Linked DNA regions of Ovis aries: region 2 is linked to region 1. The links are chromatin contacts, called in public Hi-C maps. All regions are on one chromosome and are shown on one strand. Each heading gives the region's core, a stretch centred on a gene start, on an enhancer-like site or on the middle of the called end of the contact. The rest is flanking DNA. Distances are from core to core; before and after follow the strand shown.

Evidence for each region. Hi-C and Micro-C count contacts between places; a contact is called where the count stands out from the background.
Region 2: a contact with region 1 is called in a Hi-C map of tail adipose tissue, with 2.1 times the contacts expected there. The contact joins the promoter of LOC114111007 here to the enhancer-like site in region 1. A contact is called at or near these places in 2 of 16 Hi-C or Micro-C datasets (muscle and tail adipose tissue).

The regions. Positions count from the first base shown.
Region 1 is chr26:22,980,693-22,983,236 of ARS-UI_Ramb_v3.0, reverse strand. All of the region lies in intron 5 of DLC1 (DLC1 Rho GTPase activating protein), which reads right to left. Among named protein-coding and RNA genes, the nearest start is that of TRMT9B, 240 kb to the left of the region's middle. Within about 2 kb of position 1,261, at least 11 of the 54 cell types and tissues checked have an H3K27ac peak or open chromatin away from gene starts, as enhancers often do. A contact at or near this core is called in tail adipose tissue, where this site is marked.
Region 2 is chr26:23,034,188-23,036,731 of ARS-UI_Ramb_v3.0, reverse strand. LOC114111007 (2-iminobutanoate/2-iminopropanoate deaminase-like) reads left to right here and starts at 1,274. Exons shown (of 1, transcript XM_027962607.3): 1 at 1,274-1,839. The coding sequence starts at 1,319. The coding sequence ends at 1,732. All of the region lies in intron 5 of DLC1 (DLC1 Rho GTPase activating protein), which reads right to left.

The DNA.
Region 1 (2,544 bases), core at 12-2,511:
TGTTTACATTCTTTTTCTCACAATAAGTCTTAAATCTGGTGTGTATTACTTCAAAGAGTGGGTCCATTTGTGGAACCTACTGCTTTGCAACTATAGATGATATAGCCATCTTTTACAAAAAGATGACATTAATAATACAAAATTATATATGACAGTCAACGTTAATTTAGAATGAAAAAGGCATCACAAGGAATCACTGGAGATTTGAACATTCAGGGCCACCCCCATCCCACTCTTTTGACATCTCTCTTGGCAACTCACCAGAAATACTTACATAGAAGTGTTTCTTGACTCCAACCTGGCTTCCCCTCCCCAGCTTGAACAGGACAACTCCTGGCACTCACAGGGGCCCCACCTACGTCAGGGTCTCTGAAGTGTTTAAGCTTTGTTAGTGTTACAGGTGAAGCCTTGATCCCTAGCACCTAAAAATGCTGGAGATAAGGTCTTTAAAGGGGTGACCGAGTTAAAATGAGGCCATCAGGCATGGGCCCTAATCCAATATGACTGGTGTCCTTAGAAGAAGAGGAAGAGACACAGAGGACAGGCCAGAGCAAAGTAATACAATCACCTTCTCAGTAAACGTCCTCTGCTTATGGACTCTGCTCTTTCCTGCCTTATCCCCTTGCTCACCAGCAACTTCCTCCTCTCGGTCTGTTCTGATCCAACCCAGCCTGAGCTTTCTCTCTTCAGGTCTTCTGAATGGAGAGACCTCCTGGGCTCAGAGTGCATTTACACTTACTGACTTTCATCATTTAACTACGGAATTCCAGCTTCCATGGGACCACTCCTACGTTAGTCCCATGTAGTGTTACTTCGACTTTTCAACATATCCTTCCTCCCTTATGAGGAGGGACAAGACTTCAAGACTATCAGGGACAATGTCATGTCAAATAAGAATATCACCAATACTTCTTTCTGGGGGGATGTGTTTGTGGGATCTCAGTTCATTGTCCAGGGACTGAACCCAGGCCATGGCAATGAAAGCACCAAATCCTAACCATCAGACCACCAGAGAACTCCCTCAAACATTTCTTCAGCTATCTTTTTTAAATTAGGAGGGAGGAGGCCCATCCAACGCTGCGGATGATAAAACAAATACACGGGGGGCGGGGGACTCTTTAAAAATGTTATTTTCAAAATTAAAAGAGAATAGAATTCACCATACTTGCTGATAGTCGAGTGTTACATCTGCATCACAGCAGTTATGGCTGAAATCCCCTAATCTTTCCCACTGCTTCCTACTAATGCAGTGGGTCAGAGGCATTTTTTTTTTTTCTTTTCTGCTGCAGCAACCCAATCCTGGAGGTTGCCTTCTGTTTTTCCACTGCTTACAACAGTAACGGAAGTTCACAAGAATATCTTCCAAAAAACTTTGGCCAGAACCAAAGGAAATGAGTACATTCAAGGGTGAAAGGATGATTCAACCTCTTTCAGTGCTTAATTCTTGGTTTGGTATTCCTTCTGAAATTGCTGAAAAGAATGCCAACAAGTTGTAATTACCATGGTGCTCCCTGGGAGATGGAAATCTGCCAGGAGTCATTGGATTTCAACCAGAAATTCATTTTAAATAAGTCTTCGAAGGAAATGAGTATCTTTTGGGGTTATTTATAGGGAATATCTGTGGTCCTTTCCCAAGTTCACAAGCATGCTTGATACAGAGTTTCATAGAACTATGCTTATCTGCACTTTTCTGGGTGCAGGCTTGAATGGGTGCTAAATATAGTAATTCATTAAAAGGCTGATAAAAGAGAGTGGCAACTATGTGGTCCCAGAATAAGGGTACCTCCAAATCTGCATTTGCTCCTCACAGAGAAATGTATGCTTATTCTCCTAGTAAGAAAATATATCTGGGTTCAAAATATTTATCAAATGTCATATTTTTCCAGTAAACCAAGGTCCTCTAGGGGAGACATCCATCACCATCCTCAGGAAAGTGAGAGGCCTGCTTTTGCAATCAGAACGGCTTTCCAAGGCTCTCGTGCCAACCGCCTTGTGGAATGATTCAACCTCAGCTTCGGAAACTTCCCTGGGAGCTGAGTGGGCGGCCATGAATCATCTCTCACCCTTTACACATGTCATTACCGATCACCTTGGAATATTATGTGAAAATAACACTTTGCATCTTTGTCAAGAATGCTTTTCCTAAAGGGTGAAACTTAGCTCAGTAACTTTTATGTTGAAATGACAGTATTTTATATATGTTATGCTAAATAAAATATATTATTAAAGTTAAAACAAAACAAAAAGAACGCTTTCCCTGATGATGTTAGACAGTCCCAGAGTAAAAGCAGGCCCTGGTGTGTGGTGTACCCTGAACTGAATACATTCCAAAAATGTGTGCAAATGCTTCTCTGATTCTGAGTCAAATACCTGATCTGGAGGGCTGTCTGTCACAGTCAAAGCCTGATGGTCTGGCAAAAGCACAAGGACTTCATTTTGGGAATTAAAAAAAACAACAACTAATTTTAGCCCTTTTATAGTCACTTTGAAGGAGCATTGTGATCTTCAATTATCCCAAGAAAACCTCTCTTTAAAAAAAAATGC
Region 2 (2,544 bases), core at 25-2,524, 53 kb before region 1:
CTCTCAGTTGGAGCATCAATTACAGGGAAGTCATTCACAAGGATAGCCAGGCCCTGTCATTTACGTGGATGTTTTCACGTTCAAGGGCTGTATTACCAAGGCAAACAAATCACATGGCGAACTTCTAAACTGCCAAACAGAAGGCTGGGTGACTAACTGGGCTACCCTTTGATTCCCGTGTTGTGTCCATTTTGCGACCCACCAGGTTCCTCTGTCCATGGGATTCTTCAGCCTCTTTCCTGATGATTAATATTATGTATCATTGATATTGCCCCAGGACATCCTTCTTGCATTTTTTTTCCATTAAAGAAAAGAATAGAACTCAGGTATCTACAGGCAGTCATGCAGATAATGCCAGTGAGGAAAGCAAGTCATAATGGGATGGTGAGAAGTTGAGGAACCCAGGGCCCCTCCAAGAGGGCAGTGCCACTCAGGCTCACTTGGTTGTTGGCTTGTGTTAACACAGCAACCCATTGTCCTGGGTTTAAAGATTTTTTTTTTCAAGAGCCCCTAGATTTCTAAATTTTTATACCAGATGTCACAATTTTTAGATGCTGGCAACTAATTAAAAAAAAAAAAACCAACCAACCAACATTGAAACCCATCCCTGTTTCAACTTTGGGCTTCATTTAGCCCTGGGGCAGCTAGCTTAAACCTCTGCTCTAGTGATACAAGCCAAGCAATCTCTTTAAAAATTTATTTCTCTCCCACAGGAACTAAAAGACTTTTGCACATGGAGAATGTTGTAATATAATTTGTGTTCAATGGACCATTGTGAAATGTGTGTGGGAAATAGTTTTTTATTTTTACTGTTCAAAGGAAATGTGATAAATAGTAGAAAGTAGTGAAATAGTTTGTAAACAGTATACAATTCAGAGAAATAATTAAATTTGAAATTTAATGGTTGTCCTTAAAACATTCATTTATGATGACGCTTCCGTAGCCCAAATCTGGATTCTTTTCCCACTGTTTACCCTGGTATTCAGCCTTTCCCAAAATATTTGAAACCCAGATGCCAGCGGGTATAGGATGGTGAAAGAAGAGAAAAAGCAAGGTTTAGGAGGGGAAATCTTAGCCTGCTTGTAATTCTACCTACAATAGCGGAGGCTGGCGGGCTACAGTTCATAATGTTGTAGAGTCGGACATGACTGAAGTGACTTAGCATGCACATGATAGCTCTCTTATTCAGTCAGGGCATTTTTTGACTACATCTTTTGAACACATGAAGTTTAAAGTATGGGGAAGGGAGGCGAAGCGCGAGCAAGAACCGTGTGCTGTGTAGTTGTTTCCGAAGGGCAGCAAAGGAAAAGGGTTAGCCATGTCGTCTTTGGTCAGAAGGATAATCAGCACCGCGAAAGCCCCCGTGGCCATTGGTCGCTACAGTCAGGCTGTGTTAGTCGACAGGACCATTTACATTTCAGGACAGCTAGGCATGGACCCTGCAAGTGGACAGCTTGTGCCAGGAGGGGCGACAGAAGAGGCTAAACAGTCTCTTACAAACATAGGTGAAATTCTGAAAGCAGCAGGCTGTGACTTCACGAATGTGGTAAAAGCAACGGTTTTGCTGGCTGACATAAATGACTTCAGTGCTGTCAATGATGTCTACAAACAATATTTCCAGAGTAGTTTTCCGGCGAGAGCTGCTTACCAGGTTGCTGCTTTGCCCAAAGGAAACCGTGTTGAGATCGAAGCAATAGCTGTGCAAGGACCTCTCACGACAGCATCACTCTAAGTGGGCCAAGTGTTATTTAGTCTGGAAATTTAATAGTATTTTTAAACTAATGGCTTAATCCTTGTTGGAAAGTATAAGGTTGAAATATCTGAAAATATTATGGAAATACCATATAATAAGGGAAACGATATGAATTGAAGGTTAATGATGAATCTAGTTACTAATATTACAAATTATACTTCTGTAACACTTGTACTGCTGGATGTGGGAAAACAGACATGCCTTACTGAGTTAACTCAGCAGGATAAAAGTAGAAGGAAATAACATGTAGGAAAGATGAGCTACTATGCCTGAAAAGTAAGAAGAAGCACCTAATTCAACTAAACCCTATTAATTTAATGATGGGAAGTATTTTATTATGTCAGATATGTGATTTTTGCTTGAATAAAACTAAAGCATTTAAATTTGAATGGCAGAGATAAAGGAGAAGAAACTGGACCAAATTTTATGTAGGTAATATTTTTCTAGTGGAAATAAAATAGCATGCAGATTTAAAAAATAAAAAATAAAAATAAAATATGGGGAAGGTTAACAATCTATCAGTCAGTTTTAGTTCAGAGGAGGAAGTCCCTTGTTCCTGCATAAAGGTGGTAAAAATCTATTTTCTGGATAATCACTTAAGCCTCAAATATGATCCAGCCTAGCACAGAACTTTTATTATTCAACAAATATTTATTAAACCCTAGAAGAGGCAGTGTGCTGATGAAACAAAATTGAACAGGAATAAATAGGTTATGGGATGTTATGTACCGAATGGTGATTATAGTTAATAACATTTTACTGCATATTTGAAGGGCTTCCCAGGTGGCACT